3 separate regions of the Sus scrofa genome follow, and regions 2 and 3 are each linked to region 1. Evidence: chromatin contacts called from public Hi-C and HiChIP or PLAC-seq data. All regions are on one chromosome and are shown on one strand. The core of a region is the stretch at or near the end of the contact, and the rest is flanking DNA. Distances in the headings are between cores, read along the strand shown.

Region 1 (4,546 bases), core at 888-3,387:
GGGTTAAGGATCCAGTGTTGCCGTGAGCTGTGGTGTAGGTCGCAGACGAGGCTTGGATCCCGCATGGCTGTGGCTGTGGTGTAGGCCGGCAGCTGCAGCTCCTATGTGACCCCTGGCCTGGGAACCTCCATATGCTGAGGGTGTGGCCCTTAAAAAAAAAAAAGGCAAAAAAAGAAAAATTAAAAAAAAGAAAGGATTCACAATCTCTCCCACTCTCCTTTCTCCTTCTCACTGTGAGTCAGGTAAACAGTCTTCAGGCTGGATGTTTCTTCCAGACAGCTTGATTGTCAATTCTGAGCCCACTGACTTTTTTGGGGGTGTGTAGTGGGGGAGAATCTAGGTCTAGAAGGGAACAGGGTTGCCTAAGGCCACACTTAGCGTAAGGTTGATTCCCAAGTTACTGTTTTCTCCTGCAGTGCGATCACAGACTTGGGGGTGAGGATGGATTAAGGAGGTGTCGACTAAAGAAGTGCTCAACCTGAAAGTTGAGAGTTAAGTTTTATTGGGGGTGAAATTAGGACTTGAGCCCAGGAGACAGCATCTCAGGTAGCCCTGAGAAACCGAAGCGAGGGAGCAAGGGGGGAAGCTAGGATATACGAGTTTTTGCAACAAAGGGAAGGCAGTAGGAACAACAGATTTACAGAGAACCAGATTTACAGAAAATCTGTTTCTATGGGAAGATCTAATAAGGATCTGGGCTTACTGGAATCACTCCTTTGATATGCACCTCGGCTGTGGGCTAGTCTTCTTTGTTTCTTTCCTGAGTTCCCTCAGGGCTCACTGGCCCATCCTTGGGGGTGGCTGTTCTCACAGATGACCTTGACATCTTTTGTCCACTGAACTACAGCCCAGGAGGCAGTATTTCTTTTTTTTTTTTTTTGCTATTTCTTTGGGCCGCTCCCGCGGCATATGGAGGTTCCCAGACTAGGGGTCGAATTGGAGCTGTAGCCACCGGCCTATGCCAGAGCCACAGCAACGCGGGATCCGAGCCGAGTCTGCAACCTACACCACAGCTCACGGCAACGCCGGATCGTTAACCCACTGAGCAAGGGCAGGGACCGAACCCGCAACCTCATGGTTCCTAGTCGGATTCGTTAACCACTGCGCCACGACGGGAACTCCATGGAGGCAGTATTTCGGATAGCTCTGAAATAATGCCTCAAAGAGGAAAGGAGGGGTATCGAGATACGTCGTAAAGGTGAAGGGGGCAGTGCCTGCAGCCATGCACGCATTTTGTGAAAGTTGGCTGCTGGTCTCGTGAAGGTTACAACTAGTCAGAGACATCAGTCATCATTGATGGTTTCAGTGTTTTTCTGGACATGAGGAGATGCAAGTATTGGGCTCAGAAAATCCTCTCCTAAAGATAGCTAAGTATCCGAGGACCCGTTCTTCCAGTTTTCCCAGAGCACAGAGGGCCTCAGTCCCGGTCTCCACCCTGAGCTCTGGGGCTGCTTCGGTTTGGTAGCTTCAGTGGCTCATATTTTACTCCACGTAGAGACAGATGGCAAGGGCCAAACTTCAGTTCACAGAGGAGCAAGAGTGGATTGAGGCTGAGGGTTTCAAAAGATGTCCATTTCATTCTGGGTGTTTATGGTCATGGAGATGGGTGGCTTGTTTACTAGTACTGTTAGGTAATCATTCATGTGACTTCTTTTATGTACTCAATGGTTTAAATTCCCCAGATCTTCAGAAATGTCACTTTCCACTGGGGAAATTTTCCCTCTCATGATTAAACACACACACACACACACACACACACACACCCCTACCTTCCTTCTTCAGTATTAATCACCTTCTCCTATAATTGGTACTTAAAATGTCAAAGGAGAAGGAATTAATTAACAGGAGTATCCAGTGCAGCAAGGCATGCTGCAAGGCTCTGGGACTGCTTATAAAAAGCACTTCCTTAAATATTTTGAGCACTTTTGGGAATCAGAAACCTCCCTTCTAATTGAAAGATCCTTAACTATACCCCAAGTGCTGGCTGAGGGCCAGGGGTGCAGAGCTGAGAGAGGAGGCCTATGGAAATTCCTTCTCCACCATTCTAGGGAAACCTGTCTCCAAACTGGGAAGAGGGGGCAACAGAGGTTCAGAAACACGGGTCCCAGACAGAATCCGAGGGCGAAGAAAAGACTTAATATTGCCGAGCTCCTGCTGTGTGTCAGGACCTTTACATACGATATTTCACAACGCTCCTGTAAGACAGGTGATACGGTTATCTCCATTTTACAGATGGGGAAACTGAGGCTCAGAGTAGTTGTGAGTTCCCCATGTCTTGCAGTTGCTAAATGAAAGTTCAAAGGACTCAAACCTAGGTCTCGTTCTAAAGCTTTGCTTTTTCATGGAATCCTAAAAGCATTCCCACCTGGCTTCTGGGTTGCTCCCCACCCTAGCCCCAAACTCGCAACCAACAGGAGTTTTGACAGCTAAGCCTGAAGCCAAGACCTGGGCCTGGGAGGTGGAACCGGGAGCAGCACAGGGCCCCGCCCTGGCTCCGGTATCAGCCAATGGTGCTACGGCACCGACAATCTTTAGTCCAATCAGCCTGAGCTCCCCGCCCCCATCCCCCATTTTCTCCTCCCCGCCCCTCCGCTTTCCCTTTGGCTCCACCGAGCTTGACCGAGCGGAAAGTCCCTTCAGTCCGCTCCGGGCTGGCAGCCATTGGAGGAAGGTCTGTCACAGGGAGGCCCAATCAGAGCGTGCGCAGGAACATAGTTCCGGCGGCGATTGGTTAGCGCGACGGTTGTCCCTACCGCCCCCGCTCCCTCCCTCCCTCCCTGGGCGGTTCGGAGGCGGGGCAGGTGGGGGCGGGCCCAGGTAGCAGGTTAGGCTGCGCGGGGCTCCGCGCGTCGGAGGTAAATACTAGGGCGGTGGGTGTGGGGCGCCAGGGCTGGTCTGGGACTCGGGCTAGCGAGGCTGGGGAAGGGGCGACGCCCGGCCACCCAAGGTGAGTGAGTGAGCCGGCGGCCGAGCGGGCGAGCGACGGGCGGCCCGGCCCCTTGGGCACCCCTCCCCGGCCTTTGGGCGCCTCGAGCTGTCGCTTCGGTCGTCGGGCCCTCGGCGCCGGCCCGTTACTTGCCCTGGCCCTTAGCAGGGCCAGGCCCGCGGGGTGCTGAGCCCACTGACGTCAGCCCGGGCTTCCCCACCACCAGGGCTTCCCCACCCCCCGGGGCCTTCCTGAGAGGGCTCCCGAATCGTGGGACCATGTCGCCGCCGCCGGGACCTCCGGAGAAGAGAGGACTTTGGGGTGGGAGCAGCGCAGGAAACCGTCTCCCCCTTGGGTCCCCCCCCATTTACAGGTGGCGAAACCGAGGCACCGGCCACTGGCCGGCTCCCGACAGCCAGGGTTGGCATCGAGAGCCTAGGCTGTAATATGTCACATCGGTGCTTTGGGGCGTATCGGTCGATCGGTTTTAGGGTGTTTGTGGCTCCCGTCCAGGAAGAGCAGTCGGGGTTCTGGCCTCCTTAATGGCGTGTTGTGCTTTTTCTTTCAGTTTCCCCCTTTCCAGGGTGAGGATGGTTTTATACAACAACCTGGAGTTCTTTAGTTGAAAGGTGCGCTCTGTTGAAGCAAGGTATTCATTCTTTTCTTTCTTTTTGTTTTTTCTTTATTGTCAAATTAACAGTCTGTAGGGAAAAGCGTGAGGTCTTGAGGGAAGATAGTGTTCCTGAGTTTGGGTCTCAGCCGGGTCAGCTGCCCAGTTATTCGTGTACTTGGCATCTTTTCTGTTCAACCCCATGGCATTTGCATGTTTTAGGATGGTTGTCATCTTCCAGCCACCAAGCCTTTCAGTCTCTCAGCCCCCATCACTCCTGTCCCCTTCTTCTCCCCAGGGTCCCTGGAAAGTTGTGAGCTTAGCTCAGCTAAGGAGCATTCCCTGCCTTGCTTTTGCGTTCAGGTTAATAGGGATCTTGCTAAGATTGTGCCTTTTGCCATCTTTGGCTCCGGAGGAAATATCCAGGCCTTGAAAATGTGTGTTCATTCAAGTGTTGGAGTTCTGCACACCCCCTCACGCCCCAAGTAGATTGAATGGCCTAAGAATTTAGCCTGCCAATTCCCTGCTGGGTGGTGGGTGGATTTGAACTAGCACAGTATTAGGAGAAAATGATTTGCTAGAAATTCTTGTTGAAGTTCCTGTACTGTGAATGTTGATAACACCCAGAACATTCTCCAATGTTCTGCTAGAAAATTTTACAATACTCTTTCGAAGAAGGCTTCTTTTGGAGGCTAAGTTTTGCGAAGAGCTGATAAGACCAGGGCACTTGTTATGCAAAATAAACAACAGTCGGGCAGTGAAAACGATTTCTTGTGATCTGGCCTGCCTAAATTGATTTTGTTTAAGGAAGTCTTTAACAGGAGAGACAAGAGTAATTATCCAGTTCATCACACTATTAGTGTTTTGTTCTTGATTTTCAGTGTGATCTTATAGGCATCAGACATGGTGTGAGACTCTGGGAAACGCAGTTTCAAGTGAACCTCAAAACGAGTTGTTTTCATAAATGTAAAAATTTTCCTCAATAAAGTGGTATAAAGATTGACCATCAC
Region 2 (4,546 bases), core at 1,333-3,832, 670 kb before region 1:
TGTCGCCTGTGAACTTGTTTTTATTTATTTATTTATTTTTGGTATTTTTCTAGGGCTGCACCCGTGGCATATGGAGGTTCCCAGGCTAGGGGTCCAATCAGAGCTGCAGCTGCCGGTCTACACCACAGCCACAGCAACGAGGGATCTGAGCCGTTGCAAATCGGATCCATTAACCACTGAGCCATGATGGGAACTCCTGAGATTTTTAAAATTTTGGTCAAACAGACATGAATTATCAGCCTAACTATTTTTCAGGATACGGTTCAGTGGCATTAAGTACATTTACATTATTCTGCTTCCATCACCACCATCCAACTTCAGAACTCTGTCCATCTGATAAAACCGAAATGAAATCCTGTGTGCGTTAAACCCAAACTCCCCAGCCCCTAACAACTGCTATTCTGCTTTCTGTCTCCCTGATTTTGACTACTCGAGGTAACTCAGATAAATGAAATCATACAGTATTTGTTTTTTTATCGACTGGCTTATTTCACTTACTATCAAGTCAAGGTTCCGAGTTCCCGTAATGGCTCAGTGGAAATGCATCTGACTAGTATCCATGAGGATGCAGGTTCAATCCCTGGCCTTACTCAGTGGGTTAAGGAGCTGGTGTTGCCGTGAGCTGTGGTGTAGGTCACAGACGTGGCTCGGATCCCGAGTTGCTGTGGCTCTGGTGCAGGCCGGCAGCTACAGCTCCGATTAGACCCCTAGCCTGAGAACCTCCATATGCTGTGGGAGCGGCCCTAGAAAAGGCAAAAAGACAAAAAAATAAATAAATAAAGTCGAGGTTCATCCACATTGTATCGGGTGTCAGAATTTCCTTTCTTTTTAAGGCTGAATATCATTTCATGCATATAGAAACACCACATTTCACTTATCCTACACCAGGGTTGCTTCTACCTTTTGGCTATTATGAATAATTCTGCTATGGAACACAGGTGTACAGATATCTCTGAGGGAGTTCCTACTGTGGCACTGAGGGTTTAGGACTGGGCATTGTTTCTGCAGTGGCAGATTTGATCCCTGGCCTGAGAATTTCCATATGCCACATGCTCGACCAAAAAAACCCAAAACCAAGCAAAAAAAACAAAACCCCAAATATCCCTTTGAGACCCCACTTTCAATAGTTTTGGGGTATCTACCCAGAAATGGAATTGCTGGATCATATGGGGGTTCTGGTTTTTAATTTCTGGAGGAACTGCCCTACTGTTTTCCACAGCAGTTGCATCATTTTATATTCCCACCAGCAGTGCACAAATTTCAATTTTATTTATTTATTTATTTAATTTATTTATTGCTTTTTAGGGCCACACCTGTGGCATATGGAGGTTCCCAGGCTAGGGTATAATCAGAGCTGCAGCTGCCAGCCTACACCACAGCTCATGGCAATGCTGGATCCTTAACCCACTGAGCGAGGCCAGGGATCAAACCTTCGTCCCCATGCATACTAGTCAGATTCTTCCCACTGAACCAGGAGGGGAACTCCCAAAAGGTCTTTAAAGAACTGAGTAACATCGACTTTACAAAATTCCTTGTATGCCCATATAATTTATGTGAAAAAAAGTTTTTTCAGTGCTTAAATGTATGACAATGAAAAATAAGAACAGAATTGCTGGAGTTCCTGTTGTGGCTCAGCAGGTTAAGGGTCCAGCGTTGTCTCTTTGAGGATGTGGGTTTGATCCTTGGCCGCCTGGGTTAACGATCCTGTGTTGCGGCAAGCTGCAGGTCACAGATGCAGCTCGGATCCAGTGCGGCTGTGGTGTAGGCCTCATCTGCAGATCTGATTCGACCCCTGGTTCAGGAACTTCTCATATGCTGCTAGTGAAGCCATAAAATAAAAAGAATAGAAAGAGTTCCCGTCCTGGCTCAGCAGAAACGAACCTGCCTAGTATGCATGAGGATGCGGGTTTGATCTTTGGCATTGCTCAGTGGGTTAAGGATCTGGAGTTGCCATGAGCTGTGGTGTAGGTCGCAGATGCATGTGGCTTGGATCTGGTGTTGCTGTGTCTGCGGTGTAGGCTGGCAGCCATGGCTCGAATTCTACCCCTAGACTTGGAACTTCCATAAGCTGCGGGTGTGGCCCTAAAAAAAAAAAAATAAAGTGAAATTTGAGTGACATCAGAAAAAAAAAAAAACAACCAAGGGAGAAATACTTACTTAAGGGGTTAGGTATCTATGGAAAATGCACTATAAATAGGAAATTGCATTATTTGGATTCTAATTCTGTTTGTACCTTATTTCTCCTTGAGTCCTAGAGGCAGGGCTAGCTTGTTGATTTCTGTATCCCTTGTTAGTGACCAGAACACTCCCCGAAAGATAGTGGGCGCTCAAGAAATGAGCAATGAAAGAACCAAGCAAGAAACTAGAAATACAGAAAAGATCGAACTTTCTCAGACAGGCTGTAATTCCTCCCCAGGGCAGGAGGCGGCGCCAGTGCTGCGCCAACTCGTCCGCCGGCAGTTCTTGGTCCCTCTGGCTGACCGTCCAACGCTAGGCCCCGAGGCCCGAGCAGGAGTTAGCCAATAGAAAATTGTTTTAATTAAGGGGTCCGGTAGAGATGTCCAATGAGCGTAGCGGGTCTAGGCAAGGGGCGGTGCGACGGGAAGGGGCAGAGGGGAGCGGTTAGAGGTGGGAGTTGGCGCTGCGGGCCGGGCGGGGGCCGTGGAGCTGAGATGCGGACGGGGCCGTGGCGGTGACCCGAGCTGCCGCCCGACATGAACTCGCTGGAGCAGGCGGAAGGTAGAGTGGGCCTCCTTGGCGGCCCGTGCCGGCCTTGGGCTCCTCTCGGAAGCCAGAGGGGCCGGAGTCCGGGAAACCTCGTCCTGAGAGAGGAGGCCGCGAAGGATGTACTGGCGGGGCCGGGAGCTGGGGGGCGCGCGGGCCGGCCCAGGGGCCAAGGGGCAGTCAGACCCGGCCGGGCGCTAGTTCCGGCGCGCGTGTTCTCCGCCGGTGCTGGGGGGCGTTGCGTCAGCTACCCCCCCTCCCATTCCTTCGGCGTAGACCGGGGAGCTTGTTGCCGGGGCTAATTTTCTTTTTTATTATTCCTTACTGAACGTCTGCACTCTGCTTTGTCGTGTGCTGATTCACTTTTTTTTTTTCCCCCCCTTTCCCTCCACGAGTTGTATCCCTAATTCCTGCTGTGGTTTCTGGTCACTGCTGAGTTAAGGGAGTGCTTCTTGATCTCCCTTTTTAAAGTTTAAAAATCACAACTGAAAATGATACCCGGTCTTATTCAGAGGGAGCATCTCGGACGCCCCTGTCCTGTGTAACTAGGCGTCGGCCTGGTGCCACAAAGATCACCTGTAACCTGTTCCTGGGGAGGAAAGGGGAGAGTCTTTCCGTACCCACCCGTTAGATCAGAGGTCCAAAGCGTAGCCATTAGGTAAATATAAGGGTTTGAAGTCGGAGTCAGGTAATTGCAGTCAAATAGGCTTTGGATGGTAGGTAATACGTTCTAATAGGAAGTTATTCGTTCCAACAGATTTAAAGCTCGACCTGATATTGTTTCTCGTGTTTGCAACCCTCACATGTCTAGCTTTTGGCGCTGACTGTGGCTGCTGCTGGTTTTCCACATACCATTCCTAAGCTTCTAAAAGTGAACCAGCCAGTTCCCTTTTATGAGAAATTGGAATTAAGGAAACCTAGTATTTTGTCAAGTATTTAAAAACTGTCATGGTAAACGAAGTAAACAGCGCAGTGATAAATGTAGGTTGGTGTGTAAGAGCTGGAGCAGTTAGAGTATCAAAATTTCATCTTAATAGACTTGAGCCAGTAAGAGTAGCTAATTAGAAAATTGAAATCTCTTTTTACCTAGATCTCAAGGCTTTTGAGAGGAGACTTACTGAATATATTCATTGTTTGCAACCTGCCACTGGACGTTGGAGAAGTAAGTGCCTGAATTTTTTTTAGGGGGAAATAAACTGACAGTTGACATTTTTATTCCTGCCTAGCAATGATTTGCTTTCATGTAAAACTTTCAATTAACAAATGCTTGCATTACTAAACCATAAGCTTTCCTTTTGATAGTTTTCACGTTTGCTCAGCATCATAGATAATGCATTATAGAGAAATGTTAAGAATCTGACTACCCTAAGGGAATAGTCATATTTTGTGTGATTGAATTATTATTTTTCCATTAAAATGCATACACTTTTTTATTAAATAAATATTACAAATCTGGAGTTCCCGTCGTGGTGCAGCGGAAATGAATCCAACCGACTAGGAACCATGAGGTTTTGGGTTCAGTTCCTGGCCTCACTCAGTGGGTTAAGGATCCAGGATTGCCATGAGCTGTGGTGTAGGTCGCAGATGCGGCTCAGATCTGGCTTTGCTGTGGCTCTGGCATAGGCAGCGGCTGTAGCTCCGATTCGACCCCTAGCCTGGGAACCTCCATGTGCCGGTGGGTGCAGCCCTGAAAAAACAAAAGACAAAAAAAAAATTACAAATCTGATAACCAGCACACATGATAATTTCAATAATCTGTTTGACAGTTTTGCAGTTTGCCTACAAACTTTTGAAATAGAGTTTGTTAAGGAAAACCATATTC
Region 3 (4,546 bases), core at 1,012-3,511, 550 kb before region 1:
TTAACCCACTAAGCAAAGCCAGGGATTGAACCCGCAACCTCATGGTTCCTAATCGGATTCTTAACCACTGAGCCATGACGGGAACTCCAATACTTCCTCAATTCTTAAGGTTTGCCTCAAATATAACAACAAATGTTAATTTCTGGCATGTACTATTGCTAATTCTGAATACTATTTTTTTTTTTTTTTTTGGTTGTAGATATCATTGACATTCAATGTGCTTTTGGACATCTGAAAAAAAAATTTTTTTTTCCCTTTTTAGGGCCACACTCAAGGCATATGGATGTTCCCAGGTAGGGGTCAAATTGGAGCTGTAGCTGCTGGCCTACACCATAGCCACAGAAACTCGGAATCCAAGCTACAACTTCGACCTACACCAGAGCTCATGGCAACACAGGATCCCCAACCCACTCAGCGAGGCCAGGGATCTAACCCGCATCTGCATGGATCCTAGTCGGGTTCGTTAACCGTTGAGCCAACAAGGGAACTCCTGAAAAAATATTTTAAACCCCTGAATAAGATTTAAAATAAATAAGTAAACAAGTAAAAATAAGGAGGACTGTCTTGACACATATATGCATGGAGAGATTTTTCAAAGAGGGTTTTACAAAGTCTTCGTGATGGTTATTTTTAGATAGTGGGACCTTGATAATGTTTACTTTTTTCAGCTTTGCATTTTTCTCACTTGAATTTTAGAACAAATTTAAAGTGAAAATGAACTTATTTCTATACAATGCTTTATTTTTGTTAAATTTGCCAGTGTTAACAGCATAAAAATCTCCAGTCATTTTTCTGGCTGTGTAATTCTCAGTACACAGAAAATTCCATTCTAAGAAAAGGTTTAATACCGGTATACAGTAAAGCAACAAATAGAATGAACCAAAATTCTTTAGGGTTTTTGATGTGTTTTCCAATATTTATACCTATGCTATTCTCTCAGCAAGAAATTTGTTAATTTTTCATCTCTGGAAAAAAAAAATCTTTCCAGGATACTGAGCTCCCCAAATAGGTCAAAACTGGGTGTTAAGGACTTCTTCTGGACTTTGGACTAACCATATAGAGCACAGGTGAAACGTGCCCACTTATTTTCCTTTTTTCTCCTGATGATTTAAAATACTTAAAATTCCCTTTTCCTCGTCTTCTATCGCAGGGATGGGGAAGGTGTGCACATGACCCGTTTGTGGAAAATCTCTTCTGATGCCAACAACATGGTCCTCAAATGAGGCCTAAAAGGTTTTGGGTTTTCTTTAATCTGAACTAAGAAGGGTTTTTCATGGTTGCTGGTGCACCTCAGCTCAAGTGAGGTTTCTTTACTCGCTTCGGAGCTCGTGCGTCTGTGCGTGCTTATGCGCGCAAGTCTGTGTAAAGTGGGTTTGGGGAACGTGATGGTGGTTTTGAGCTCACGGCTTACGCACTCTACGAAGAAGTGCGTCCAGCCGTGTAGGTGGGCACAAGTTTCTCCAGTCTCGAAGTCGGGTGGGGGGACCCTCTGCCAAGGCCTGCGGGCTCCCAACGCTGGCCAGGGCGCGGCCAGGCGGGCGCAGGGAATAGCAGGGCGGCCCCACAACAGAGCAATCAGAGCAGCCTGCGTTCAGGGAGGGTGCTGGGCACATGCTCGGGTGGGGAGGGGGCACATTTTCTCCCATCTGGAACGTAGCTTAGAGCGGAGATCTCGGGAGCTGTCCGAGAAGCCCGGGGCGGGGAGGGGTGTCCCGCGGCTGCAGAGTGGGGGAAGGGACAGTGGGCGGGGTGGCACCTCCCACAATCTATTTCCTACGTAGCTGGTGGCCACCTCCGTCCAGCCTCGCCCCGTATCTGGGGTCGGGAAACTGAGACCGGAGGCAGCGCGCGCGTCAGGGGGCACCCGGACGCCCAGGTATGTGCGACACCCTCCACAGACAGCACCGGGACGGTTGGGCCGGGCGGTTGCGGCCCTAGCCGCGGGGCCCAGCGGCCTCTGTGACGCACGGCGCGGCCTCCCGGGCAGGGCTGGCCGCGCGGCGCGGCGGGGGCGGGGCGAGCGCGGGAGGGAGGGGCGGGGGCGGGGGGGCGGAGCGATCGGGGCGGAGCCGGCAGAGGCCCCGCCCTGGGGCCGGAGGAGCGAGGACGCTACGGAGCAGGCGCGTCCTGCCGCCGCCGCCGCTGCCGCCGCCGCCGCCGCTCGCCCTTTGCCAGAGCCGCTGCTGCCGCCGCCATTTGCACGGGGACCCCGGTGACAGGGGCTCGGCAGAGGGGCGGAGGGAGGGGGGGAGGGCCCGCGGAGCCCCCGAGGGCGGGAGCTACGCCGCCGGCGCCGGCCGGGCTCCCTGCGCCACCCCGCCGCCCGCGGCGGGCCGGGAGCAGCAGGAGCAGCAGCGGCAGCAGCAGCAGCAGCAGCAGCCGCCGAGGCCAGGCGTGCGCCTAAGGCGCGGCGGCGGCGGCGGCGGCGGCGGCCCTGCGGGCAGCCGGGAGGGGCGGGGGCAACGGCCGCCGCCGTTTGATGGATCCGAGGATCGCCTGGTTCCAGCCAGAGCAGCTCGGACCGTCCAACAGTCTGTGGATGCAGATCTGGGAGACGACCCAGGGACTGAGGAACCTCTACTTCAACCACCACTGTCACAGCAGCGGCGGCGCGAGCGGCGGCGGCGGCAGCAGCAGCACGGCCACCGGCGGGAGCGGCAGTAGCACCGGCAGCCCGGGCGGCGCGGCCCCGGCCTCGGCCCCGGCCGGCATGTACCGCTCCGGGGAGCGCCTGCTGGGCGGCCACGCGCAGCCGGCGGAGCAGCGGGACTTCCTGCCCCTAGAGACGACCAACAACAACAACAACCACCACCAGCCCGCGGCCTGGGCTCGCCGGGCTACCACGGGCCCCTCGGCGTCCCCGTCCCCCTCGGCGTCCTCGTCCCCGCACTCCTCGGCCGCCCTCCCCGCAGCGGAGCCCGCCGACCCGGCCTCGGGCAGCAGCAACAAGAGGAAGCGCGACAACAAGGCCAGCACCTACGGACTCAACTACAGCCTGCTGCAGCCCAGCGGAGGGCGGGCCGCGGGGGGCGGCCGGGCGGAGGGCAGCGGGGGCGTGTACAGCGGGACCCCGTGGAAGCGGAGGAACTACAACCAGGGAGTCGTGGGGTGAGTGATGGCCCTACGGCCTGGTGGCCTGGGCCCTTGCACACGCGCAGCCGGGCACACGCCCACAGAAGGGGTTTTTTTGGGGGGGGAGTCTGGGTGAGGCCACCCCCCCACCCCCGCCGTCGGCCTGCCTTCGTTTCTCCCCCTCTGGGAGCTGATGGCCATCTCTCATCCCTCCGCCATCCACACCTCCTCCCAACCTTCCTTAGCGGTCCACACCTCATCCCCCTCCCCCTCAGCTCCACGCCTTTTCTGGACGTCCCCTCAGCCATCTACACTCTCTGCTCTCCTCCCTTAGTCATCCACATCCTCCCTCTTAACCATCCAGGTCTTCTCCGACCCCCCTTATCCATCCACTTTTTCCTCCCATCCCCCCCCCCCCCCCCCGTCAAACACACCTTCTCTCTATTCTCTCTAGCCCTTCCCATCGTGCTCCCCATCATCACACCCCAGAATGAAGTCGCTTAGCACAGGCAAATCATTCATTCCCTGAGAACATTCCTGTGTTAGCGCCTTTTGACGGTACAGGACCTGGAGGTGCTTTCCTTGCCAAGAATAGAAACATCCAGAAAGCTCCTCCCCCTCCCCCAATCCCAAACAGGAATCGTGTCAGCCCTGAAAGGCTTCGCCTGCTATTGACCCTTTGGCCCATCCTTTTATTTTATTTATTTTTATTTTTTTCAACAATTCCTGTATTAGCGATGCCTTGCTCTGTGGGGAGTGAGGAATGGAGTGACAGTTAAGTTTAGGCTGGTGGAGATGGTGAGCTTTCCTTCTAAGGCGGATAGAACTTTCTAGGAGTTCATGGTCCTTGGCCCCAGTTTCTCACTGTAAAGTTGTCATCCTGGCAGAGACAGCCAGTGCTTTTCATTCTAGGGGGTAACTTTATGCTAATGAGTGAATGTTGCACCACTAATGACTTTCTGTTTAAAGTTCAGCTGTTACAAAATGGAATCTTACCTGACCCCTAGTGAATTATGTACAGAAGCAGGGATATTTCCAGCTAGATTTCCCTCCTGGAAGAGCCCCTGTGCTGGAATAGATTACAGTCTTCTTTTTTTTTATTTTGTAAAACAAAGCTTTGGGCCTGTGTGTGTGTGTGTGTGTGTGTGTGTGTGTGTGTGTGTTTGCCTTTGAGTATTAAAGAATGAGCTTTAACATTTTCACTTTCCAGATCCTCTTTTACATTGTGGGCCACACTAGGCAAATGAAATCACCATCAGTGGTCCCCTGTGAAACCTTTTCTTAGATTTGGCAGGCAGAGACCGTTCTGTGTACCTTTTTGAAGGTCTGGGTAAAATGAGTTGGTGGGTTCCATCTGCTTCTAGTGGGCTGGTGTCTGCTATACGCTACTATTACAACTCCCACCTTTTATGGAAGATGCCGTGAAGAGTTCTAGGACTGGCACGGGGGTACATATCAAACCTGTCCTCACTTT

The links. Hi-C and Micro-C count contacts between places; a contact is called where the count stands out from the background. HiChIP or PLAC-seq counts read pairs in DNA pulled down with a chosen protein or histone mark.
Region 2: a contact with region 1 is called in a Hi-C map of liver, with 7 times the contacts expected there. The contact joins the promoter of CNEP1R1 here to the promoter of CYLD in region 1. A contact is called at or near these places in 1 of 5 promoter capture datasets (liver), 2 of 47 Hi-C or Micro-C datasets (embryonic fibroblasts and liver) and 2 of 2 datasets of contacts at active chromatin or transcription factors (alveolar macrophages and skeletal muscle).
Region 3: a contact with region 1 is called in an H3K27ac HiChIP or PLAC-seq map of alveolar macrophages. The contact joins the promoter of PAPD5 here to the promoter of CYLD in region 1. A contact is called at or near these places in 1 of 5 promoter capture datasets (liver) and 1 of 2 datasets of contacts at active chromatin or transcription factors (alveolar macrophages).

The regions. Positions count from the first base shown.
Region 1 is chr6:34,119,530-34,124,075 of Sscrofa11.1, reverse strand. It overlaps CYLD (ubiquitin carboxyl-terminal hydrolase CYLD), which reads left to right and starts at 2,137. Exons shown (of 18, transcript XM_021094191.1): 1 at 2,137-2,947; 2 at 3,495-3,555.
Region 2 is chr6:34,786,344-34,790,889 of Sscrofa11.1, reverse strand. It overlaps CNEP1R1 (nuclear envelope phosphatase-regulatory subunit 1), which reads left to right and starts at 2,582. Exons shown (of 6, transcript XM_021094221.1): 1 at 2,582-2,739; 2 at 3,815-3,886. The coding sequence starts at 2,715.
Region 3 is chr6:34,667,013-34,671,558 of Sscrofa11.1, reverse strand. It overlaps PAPD5 (non-canonical poly(A) RNA polymerase PAPD5), which reads left to right and starts at 2,261. Exons shown (of 12, transcript XM_021094215.1): 1 at 2,261-3,108. The coding sequence starts at 2,480.